Linked DNA regions of Danio rerio: regions 1, 3 and 4 are each linked to region 2. The links are chromatin contacts, called in public Hi-C and HiChIP or PLAC-seq maps. All regions are on one chromosome and are shown on one strand. The core of a region is the stretch at or near the end of the contact, and the rest is flanking DNA. Distances in the headings are between cores, read along the strand shown.

What was found. Hi-C and Micro-C count contacts between places; a contact is called where the count stands out from the background. HiChIP or PLAC-seq counts read pairs in DNA pulled down with a chosen protein or histone mark.
Region 1: a Hi-C map of an unstated tissue shows a contact between it and region 2, with 2.6 times the contacts expected there. The contact joins the enhancer-like site here to the promoter of fat4 in region 2. A contact is called at or near these places in 2 of 18 Hi-C or Micro-C datasets (embryo and an unstated tissue) and 2 of 4 datasets of contacts at active chromatin or transcription factors (caudal fin and gastrula embryo).
Region 3: a contact with region 2 is called in an H3K4me3 HiChIP or PLAC-seq map of gastrula embryo, with 2.1 times the contacts expected there. The contact joins the promoter of bod1l1 here to the promoter of fat4 in region 2. A contact is called at or near these places in 2 of 4 datasets of contacts at active chromatin or transcription factors (embryo and gastrula embryo).
Region 4: a contact with region 2 is called in an H3K4me3 HiChIP or PLAC-seq map of gastrula embryo, with 3 times the contacts expected there. The contact joins the promoter of nudt6 here to the promoter of fat4 in region 2. A contact is called at or near these places in 2 of 4 datasets of contacts at active chromatin or transcription factors (embryo and gastrula embryo).

The regions. Positions count from the first base shown.
Region 1 is chr14:450,645-453,344 of GRCz12tu, forward strand. No RefSeq gene overlaps it. Among named protein-coding and RNA genes, the nearest start is that of zgc:92045, 87 kb to the left of the region's middle. Within about 2 kb of position 1,312, at least 11 of the 62 cell types and tissues checked have an H3K27ac peak or open chromatin away from gene starts, as enhancers often do.
Region 2 is chr14:589,553-592,252 of GRCz12tu, forward strand. fat4 (FAT atypical cadherin 4) reads right to left here and starts at 1,409. Exons shown (of 17, transcript XM_073922402.1): 1 at 1-1,409. The coding sequence starts at 1,031.
Region 3 is chr14:339,270-341,969 of GRCz12tu, forward strand. bod1l1 (biorientation of chromosomes in cell division 1-like 1) reads right to left here and starts at 1,291. Exons shown (of 24, transcript XM_009307627.5): 1 at 1,100-1,291; 2 at 339-463. The coding sequence starts at 1,216. It overlaps trnal-aag (transfer RNA leucine (anticodon AAG)), which reads right to left and starts at 2,625; the gene lies at 2,544-2,625.
Region 4 is chr14:748,896-751,595 of GRCz12tu, forward strand. It overlaps nudt6 (nudix (nucleoside diphosphate linked moiety X)-type motif 6), which reads left to right and starts at 1,436. Exons shown (of 5, transcript NM_001089522.2): 1 at 1,436-1,720; 2 at 2,536-2,700. The coding sequence starts at 1,441.

The DNA.
Region 1 (2,700 bases), core at 62-2,561, 140 kb before region 2:
GTTTGACTGTTTGCAGCAGACGAAACAGGACAGAAATGTAAACACAGCCATTCAGAAGCACACAATAGTGCACTCACTGCACTCCAGCACAATATATTCTCCAGATCTGAGCTGAACTATCTGCTGCTGCTGTCAGTAGTACAGGAATAAATGTCATGTAAAACTCACATTAGCATTTAACACTGAGTAAAGCACATGAGCTGTAGCTGAGCTGATCACTGTCAGTTTTCTACTGCTCAGCTGTGAGAAGCAGAAGCCGTTTCTAATATATCAGTTTCAACTCCTTTTAATATGGAGAACATTTCTTCTATCATGTGCCGTTGCTTTTCTTTATAACACTGTTTAAATCAGTCTTTAGGCACACTGCTGCTGGTGTCGTCAATCTGGCAACCTGCGCTTGCATTTGTATTGAACCAGGAGTGCAATACCTAGCTCAGCCACCGGGTGTCAAACTTACACACTGCACCTTTAAGTGTATCTCAGAGAAGCTCTTAAAAGCTGAACTCAAGTATATTCTGTGTTGTTTCAGTTTAAATAGCACACTTGAATAATCTTCTTCTTCCTGCTGTATGAATGAGCTGTTCTGGGTCACTCTGGATATAAATGCATCCGCCGAGTGATTCTTAACTGTCTCGTTTCGATCTGCCAGGAGTGTGTGTGTGCGTGTGTGTGGACTCAGCAAGTCTCGGTCGCGCAGCAGAGGCTCAGTTTCATGTGGTTTGTGGACAGATGCCAGACTATGAGGAGCAGCTCTGGGTATATCAGAGGAATCTGCAGCCGCTCTCCAGCACACACACACGTCCACTGCAGTTCTGTGTGTGTGTGTGTGTGTGTGTGTGTGTGTGTGTGTGTGTGTGTGCTGCAGGTCACACTATTGAGTCCTGTAAACATAACTGCAATAATCAGTGTGTGTCTCTGTCTGTGAGTGTGTGTGTGTAGCTTGCCTGTCCTCTCAGCATCCTGTAAAAAAAAACACTGTAAAAATTAGTGTGTGTGACAGTGTGTGCGTGTGTGTGTGTATGATTCTGAGTGTGTGTCAGTGCAAACCCACAATGCCGTAGTTCAGAGCAGAATAAATAAATCTGAAGAGAACTATGCAAAGTTAGCCAGCACTAATGCTACACACACACACACACACACACACACACACACACACACACACACACACACACACACACACACACACACACACACACACACACACACACACACAGAGCGCTGGACTGAAGCCACTGCACATGGTTGTAGTAACTCTGTTTCTCTCTCTCTGGCAGCGCAGATTCAGGCAGACTCATTTCACACGTGTCACATCTCTGCTGTGCCTTTCCACTGCTCTGGCCAGACGCATGCATGCGCACACACATACACGCACTCACACATATGCACACGCATGACAAGAGTTAACAGTGCCAATAATAACTGAGAGAGTTGCTTTGGAAAGATAATTATTGTAAAAAGTGCAGGACAGACCTGAAAAAGAGCGGAAGTCTCGAGCCAATAAGTTTCAACCACACAAATGCTCAGATGATCCGGTCAGTCCAATCCTGGGTTATGCCATATATTTTGGTTGGTGGGTGTTGTTAAATATGTACATCAAATGACATCTATATGAAGACAACAAACTAAAATAAACAAATACAGCACATTATACCACCGCCTCCGCCTCATTGTAAATATGTAGTTAAGCAGTGCAAGCAGATGCTGATTGTGGTGTCGGTGTTCATACCTGGGTCATACCCTTGCAGAAAACAAAATGTTTCAGTTTCTGCGATGTGCACAGATATGGACATTAACTCTTAAAGTCGCCCTGAAACTTTGAGATTGTCATTTTTTCCACTAATGTGATGTAAATCCTCTTCAAATCTGCAAAAAAAAGTTAGGTGGTGTGTGATTTTGTCCTTTGAGAATCGATTGGATTGTTAAAAGACGGTCATCGCCAACAAAATGAAGGAAGATGGACGAAAGGACAAATTCAGAGCTGTGATGTTCCCGCAAAGTACTGATAGTTCCTCTCTAAAGTACAGATAGCCCCGCCCTAAATTACTTTAGCCCCGCCCTAATTGTATAATCCCACCGTAAAGTACAGATAGCCTCACCCTAAAATACTGATAGTCCCACCCTAATGTAAATAGCCCCTCCCCAAAGTACTGATAGTCCCTGCCGAAAATACTGATAGTCCCATCCTAAACTACTGATAGTCTCGTCCTAAACTACTGATAGTCCCGTCCTAATGTAAATAGCCCCTCCCCAAAGTACTGATAGTCCCTGCCGAAAGTACTGATGGTCCCACCCTAAACTACTGATAGTCCCGTCCTAAAGTACTGATAATCTCACCCTAAAGTGCTGATAGTCCCATCTTAAAGTACAGTAGCCCCTCCCTGAAGTACTAATAGCCCTGCCCTAAACTACTTATAGTCCCACCCTAAAGTACATATAGCCCCTCCCTGAAGTACTGATAGTCCCACCCTAAAGTATTAATAGTCTCGCCCTAAAGTAGATAGCCCCTCTCTAAAGTATTGATAGTCCAACACTAAAATACTGATAGTCCCACCGTAAAGTACTGATAGTCTCTCTATTAATTACTAATAGTCTCACCCTAAAGTACTGATAGTCTCACCCTAAAGTGCTGATACCCTGAAAAACTTATCCAAAGATGATTCCTTGGATTTACTCAATGTTTTTACATTAAGTGGTTGCAAA
Region 2 (2,700 bases), core at 159-2,658:
GGGTCATTATCGTTAACATCGAGCAATTTAACAGTAGCTTCAGTTCTAGTGTAAAGTGAAGGGACGCCGTTATCCACAGCGTGGATGGTGAGAGAATACTCCCTTTTAGTCTCGTAATCCAACCCCTCCTTTATAACAACAGTCCCAGCCTTGGGGTCAATCTGAAAAGGAGTCCCCTCATCTAAAAGATAGGTTATTTCAGCGTTTGCACCTTCATCCAGATCACTGGCTGCAATCTGCAGCACACTAGAGCCGACGGCAGCATCCTCAAACACACTAGTCTGATACTGCTCATGGTCAAAAGAGGGAGGGTTGTCGTTTATATCCTGAATAGTGACGTTTACTTGAAGATAGCCAAACTTTTTGGGCTCTCCTTTATCTTCCACTTGAATAAGCAGCTGGTAGAATGGAGTCGTTTCTCTGTCCAGCCCTCCAGTGGAGACTAGGTGTAAAAACGCGCCCTCTCCGCTCGGGTTGACGGTGATGTCCAGGCGGAATTTCCGCTGGTCGTTCCCGCTGATGATCCGGTATGTGGTGTGATCCACTCCGTTGCTACCGATGTCCGCGTCGGTGGCGGTGTCCAGAATGACCTGCCGCCCGCTGCTCGCGTCCTCTTTAAACGACACCACTATCGACGCGTCGGGAAACACGGGCGCGTTATCATTGATATCCAGCACCACGATGCGCACTTCAGTCGGGTAAGTCGGCTGGCTGGACAGCACCACCACATTGATGATGTTCCCGGGCAGAACTTCCCGATCGATCACGGAGGACGTGTAGATGACGCCCGTCGTCGCGTTGATGGAAAAAAGTTTGTGCTGCTCGCTGAATCTGTACGTGAAGGCGGGTTTGGTCTCGATGGTGCCCACATAGGTGCCCACCGGCTGCTCCTCAAGAACCTCAAACTCCTGCCGAACTTGACTGGAGACAGAACAGCGCGATAAAGTCCAGAACACGAGCAGAACGAGGTGCGTGGAGGTACCTGAAAGCGCCATGATCGCAGATGCAGTCCGGGTTTTCCCGAGCCTCATACATTCACCTCAGATTTGCAGCATTATATCCATTAAAACGGAGAGAAAGAGACTCGGAACTCGCGCTGAAAGTTGATTAATCCACAGGGGTATTCCTTAAAACTGCTTTATGCTCTGTTTGAGGAAAGTTGAAGAGGTGTAGCTGCTGTAAAATCCTGTCAGAGATCGTGCAGTAAAACTCCTCTCATGATGATGATGATGATGGTGGTGATGATGATGGAGTTTCCATTGTGAGCTAAACTAAAAAGTTCGCTCTTTTGTAAATCCTCCCACCTCACAATGTGAGCTTTCTAAATCTTATTTTAATGATTTCCCTGAAGGAAATAAGCGAGCTCTCGGTGTATCCCTGTGATTCTGCTACGGGATGTCCCGCGGAATAACGGTGAGCAAACTTCTCTTTGCTGCCCTGACTGAGAACAAAAGCCCGAGTTGAGAAAACTCCCGCCCTGCTCTGCTGCTATTGGCCTCCTGCGTGCGGCCACGCCTCTCTTTGGCTCCGCGTTCTATTGTAAAGTCATCGAGCAGGGCTCTGATTGGACGAGGGAGACGTCAATCATGGCTCAGACGGACTGTTATAAGAGAGTTGCGCTCCAGGTATTGAATGTACCGTTATGTGCCCATAATAACACCGACTGCTCATTTATATGCCAGCCGTCGCTTTTAGCAGCTCAACTGTGCATATTTTACTGCACTGAAAATAAAATACTCAAGGGTGATTCCTTGGATTTACTAAATTAAGTGGTTGTAAACTTTATTTAGGCTAAATGTAAACAAATTAAGTTGAACATTACTCAATTTAATTTGTTTAAATTCAACACGTTTATTGTTTGACACAATTTTGCAGACATCTTTTTTTTTCGGTCTAGGAGGTATATTTGTAGATGTTGCATTTATTTAATCTATGTTTTAGTGTGCCTTATTTGTTAAAAAAACACAACTGTGATCCTGTTTTGTCTGTAGGATTGAAAAGGTCTTATAAACCACATTAAAAAGCATCAGTCTGTGCTCAGAATTGTTCTAAATTTGATGTATTTTCATAATTGTAGTAATTTAATACAATAAGATGCAATAGCTCATCACTAAAATGCAGATGTGTGTCAGAGAAATCGTATTGTTCACAGTAAGCAACGTAAAAGCAAATGTATGGAGAGAAAGGGAACATATTCAATGCATGTTCAATGTTTTAAAGAACATTTGAGAAGGTTTAATCTAAAAATATGCATGAAATAAATAATGTCTATTTTAGGGTGCCTCATTTGTTAAAAAAAAAAAATCACAACTGTGATAGTTTTCCCTGTCTGTAGGATTTAAAAGGTCTTATAAATCACATTAAAGCACCAGTCTGTGCTCAGAATTGCTCTAAATTTGATTCATTTTCATAATTTTTGTTAATTAATACAATCAGATGCAACAGCAATTCACTACAATGCGGATATGGGTCAAAGAAATCGTATTGTTTGCATGAAATTTAATTTAAAGCAATGTAAAAGTAAATGTATGGAGAGAAAGAAAACACATTGAGTGCATGTTTAATGCTTTAAATAACATTTGAGAAGGTTTCACCCTAAAAAAAAAACGTGTGAAATAGTCAATAAGTGTATACAATATTTATGTAATTGTGAACAACATACTTATTCTGTCATATATATATATATATATATATATATAC
Region 3 (2,700 bases), core at 41-2,540, 250 kb before region 2:
ACAGCCAGACAGACAGGTATAGAGACAGACAGGTATAGAGACAGACAGACAGACAGGTATAGAGACAGACAGACAGGTATAGAGACAGACAGACAGACAGGTATAGAGACAGACAGGTATAGAGACAGACAGACAGACAGGTATAGAGACAGACAGACAGACAGGTATAGAGACAGACAGGTATAGAGACAGACAGGTATAGAGACAGACAGACAGGTATAGAGACAGACAGGTATAGAGACAGACAGGTATAGAGACAGACAGACAGGTATAGAGACAGACAGGTATAGAGACAGACAGACAGGTATAGAGACAGACAGGTATCGAGACAGACGTACTGCTGCACCAGCTGTCTGATGCTGTTCCTCAGCTGGTTCTTGTTCAGCTGTGGGCTCCAGGTGTGGTTTGCCAGATGATTGGACACAAAGTTGTCAACACGCTGCCGCAGGTGCAGATATGCCGGCTGGAGGAGACACACACACACACACACACACACAAACACACACAATAAACTACACAGATAAACCTACTGTAGCACACCTGAAACTCTGATGTCCTGAAGATTATCAACACCATACTGACCATTAAACTCATTATATATACACACACACTCAAGCACCTACTGTTATAAACTGATATAAACATCTGGATTTACATGAAGGATGAGCACATAAACATCAGCAGCGCCCGCCCTAAACCCTGTACTGCTGTCATCATCATCATCATCATCATCATCACACTAAATACAGCAGAATCCTGATGTGTCACATGAGATCCTCCACAAACACACTCAGCTCTGTTTCCATCTGCTCAGAGCTGCTCCATTATACTGAATATAATCACTGCGCTGCTGTACTGCCGAGACGGACTGAGAGAGGGTGTGTGTGTGTGTGTGTGTATATATATATATATATATATATATATATATATATATATATATATATATATATATATATATATATATATATATATATTAACGTGTGTTTATTTTTGTTTATCTGTATATTTTGGTGTGTGTGTGTGTGTGAGAATGAAGATAGAGGTGTGTGTGTGTGTGTGTGTGTGTGTGTGTGTGTGTGTGTGTGTGTGTGTGTTTTGCCTTTGTGTCCACGTCCGCCAGGCAGTCTCTGCGGAACTGGTCGAACAGTCCTTCGGTCTTCAGATGATTCACGATCACCGACACGAGCTGCGGGTCTCCGGGGTGAAGCGCCGCCATCACGGACACACCGACAACACAACCGAATACACCGATCCGTTACAGAGCCGCGGACAGCCGGAAGTTTATACCGCTAACTGGAAACGCGAAACAGGCGAGAAGAAGAAACTACAGCTCTGAACGAACGAAAGCGCCGCCTGTTGGTCTCCATGGGTCAGTGCAGTTCTGTGGGTGAAGATCGTGTGCTAATGAGTGTCAGGGAATGTTTTGTTTGATCATATGCTGTTATTACATTCATATTTAACAATTAGAACCACGACATATATTCACATTATTGCTGAAAAAACTGAGGAAATCATAATAATTAAATATATTATGAATAAAGTACTAATAAAGAAGCAAATACATTAATGTTTAACTAAATAATCAAGAAAAGAAGAGGTTCGGGAATTTTAGTAACACATATATGTGTATATATAATATAACACTATACCATATTATAATATACTAAACTAGTACTGATGATAATATAATAATAATAAACTTTGGAATGGGAGATATTGGACAATACGTGTGTCCAGTTACATTTGTGTGCATAAAACTTAATAATATTAATTAATAACATAAAGATTTTACTCTTATCCATACATTTATTAGCACAGTAAAATAGGATCTCTCTTCCTCATATTAATTTCAGATCCTCTCAATATAGTTTGGGTGAGGATCATAGACAGTATTAAAATAGGTGTTGCGCTTACTCCGTCATCTGTCTCTAAAGTAGACATGTTTTGCTCTATTAGGATACAGTTTAATTAGGTGCTGTTTTAACTGATGATCGACCATGGCAGATATGGAGAAATTGACATTTCTGACTCATGTCAAACCTTTTCAGGGTGTTTAGGGAGGAATTTTCATTCAATTTTTAGGGAAAACCTAATTTGTTGACTGTATAGGAAAGTCGTAGGGGTTTGGAAGGGCTCGAGGCTGAGTAACTGATGGCAGAATGTTTATTTTGGGTTGAATACACCTTTAAAACCCTGATGATCTTCTGGAATAGATGTGTCACTGTTGTTTCTGGAAGAACAGACTGTTGTTTCAGTCATAGATGTGTGATGTGTTTCTCCTAATCGGGGTTTTGCAGAAGACAGGGTGATACGCCCCTCTTACTTTTACAGCCAGACCATTTAAAACAGGTGATTAATAATTATTATATAATAATATATAATATATATAATTATATAATAAGACCCACAATCACCTCAGAGTGGGAAACAGCGCGAAATAGTGTGTGTTTAGCTGTATGTGAAGTTACTTTGGAACATGTTGTGATTATTAGCATAAGTCGCCCTTTTATTATTATAATGTGCTAATAAATTAAAAACGTTTCTGGCAGCGGTGGGATTCGAACCCACGCCCCCGAAGAGACTGGAGCCTTAATCCAGCGCCTTAGACCGCTCGGCCACGCTACCGTTGTGAACTACGCATTCCTGAGCGCTCTCAAACACTACATTACCCACCCACCACTTTTGTGTTCATATAACACG
Region 4 (2,700 bases), core at 186-2,685, 160 kb after region 2:
CTGTTAGCAGGTTTTCACCTCTACATGAGACGCACGTCAGGTCAGACACACTTATGATCATCAATATTATGGATCTGTAGTGCAGATGTGAAGAACTGGTGATGATGATGATGATGATGATTTGGTTAATTTAGGAAAGAAAGCAGAAGATGAGAATGTGAGAATGAGCAGATCTGGAGACGAGCACGAGGATTCATGAGGCCAGCAGCAGATCTTCTGTTTTACCTGATGTATAATGTTGTTTTCGCTACTCTTGTTTATTTTTCCTTCATTGTCTTTGTCTTAATATCATACAGCAGTATTAACGCTCTTGTGTTGAAAACATTAAGATGAATTAGTATTGAATTGAATTAAAAAATTCTTCAAATTTAAACTGTATTTACAGTCAAAATCCACAAGCTCATTTAATACAGTCTATTTTCATATCATTTATTTAACAGATAAATGTATTAGTATGGTCATAACTGTTTTTGCTCTGCAAATATACCTAAAACAACATATCATTGCGTTTGTTTGATAATAATTAGTCAAACAGCCTTGCATTTTTACAGTTTAATTATAGGTTCATTTAGATGGAGGCAATACAATAATGAAGTATTGTGCTGATAAATGCTTTGTTGTAAGTTTACTTGCACTGGTGTGGTTTTGCTGTGATGGTTTATGTTCTTGTCATCATGTTTTGTGTTAGCATGACATGTGGTTAATGAGGGTTCTCATGTTTCCTGGTCGTACAAACATTGCAACACACTGTAAAAATGCAGGGTTCCATACAATCCCATCATGTCATCCCAATGCAAATTGATTAAGTTAGTGTAATTGTATCAGTTTTTATCTACATATAGCCTAAAAGTGAAATATTAGACTCATTATAGTAAAGGATGAGACGCATAGTTTGTATAGTTTGACCCACAGTTTGCAGAAATAGCTGATCAGAGTGTCTGTAAGTCAGGAAACACTAAATATTCCTCAAAACACTGAAACCTTAAAAACATTTCATTAATAAATTATATGTAATTTAAATTAGTACATAGATTTGATTCACTGAAGCATGTTTTACTCTAACATTACTGAAAAAGTTGACCCCCTTCTCCCCATTGTAATTGGAACAAGCAGCAAAAAAATTTCTTATGCAAAATAAATAAAGGAATAAAAAAGACAGAAATAATTATAAATGTTTATGCATTCATTAAAACCAGTTTTAACACATTGTGATCTGTTTTTAATCATTTTTATTCTTTGTAGTTTTTATTTTCTTACACTTTTTTCTTTATTATTCTTATACTTAATACTTTTATTCTTGTTTAAGTAAAGCACTTTGAATTACCATTATGAATGAAGTGTGCTATAGAAATAAACTAGTCTTGCTCTGCATTTTCCTGTGCGCGAGTACTGCAGTGTTTACGGCGCGCTCGTTCTTATGTTGTTTTGGTTTGATCGATGATGGTTTTGTGGATCATGTCAGCCGGGTTCTGTAGGGTCTCCTCTGGGTTGTGCAGGGTGTCTTCTGGGTTCTTTAGGGTCACTTCTGGCTCCTCCAGGGCCTCATCTGTTTTCGGAAAGTTCCGGCTGGTCTCTGCTGGCTCTGCTCGCTTCTGCTCCGGCTGTGAGGAGCGGCTCTGTCCGCCTCTGCTGGCCGGAGATGTTGATCGGTTTGGCGGCGTGACGGTGCGAGACTTTCCGCCGGACATCAGCGAGGAGGAGTTCAGTGATCTGCTGAAGGGTACGAGAATAATACACCATCTGATGAGAAGTGTTTTTTTGCCAATGTATTTTTTAAATTATAAAAGCTCATCTTTAGGCTTAATTATTCATTATTCATTCATCAAAACATCATCAAAACAATGGATTTCTTTTAAAGTAGTTAATTCAGCAAGTGTTGAGCCTACAGCAGCGGTATGAAAGCCCGTTCTTGCCTCTGAATGAAAAAACTTGTAGATAAAATATAAAGTTGAGATTAAAACTCGCAAAAGCTTTTTACCTAACCTTTTTATTTTATCTATTTGGGTGTTACGTCAAATTAGAAATGAAGATCTCTGTGTTAAAGGCATTCCCCACAACCTCTCCATCATACTCACTCTCCTCTCAGATGCGATGTTGGGCCAAATCAAAGGTTACAGTGGGCCACCTTGGCCAGCGGGCCTTACTTTGGGGCATCTTTGATCTCTATTGACCATATTTGGAATGGTCAACATAGAGCTTCTGCTTGTAGGGGCTTTTTATGGAGTAATAAATGAGCATATAAAACCATTTCTGGATACTTTTTAAACTTACCTAAGCACCTACTATGTAGATATCAGAGAACAGTTTAACTCATTGAATCTCTGTGGTGTTTGGCATGATTTTATGTTTTTGCTTTTATATTTGAAAACAAATGTGTGGCCTGTTTTTTAATATCTAAATATGAAACTAAAATGTGTTATAAATATGTAAATTTCTATAAGTGAATAATAATATTTGTAAATGTGTGTGTGTGTGTGTGTGTGTGTGTGTGTGTGTGTGTGTGTGTGTGTGTGTGTGTGTGTGCGTGTGTGTCAGTGTCTCTGCATCAGTGGCGTTCAGAAGGCCGTGTTGCAGTATGGCTCCATGTCCCCATCTCTCAGTCTCGTGTGTGTTCTGCTGCTGCACGTCACGGCTTCAGTTTCCACCACGCGCGCGGAGATCAGGCTGTTCTGAGCGTGTGGCTCGCGGAGGGGCAAAACC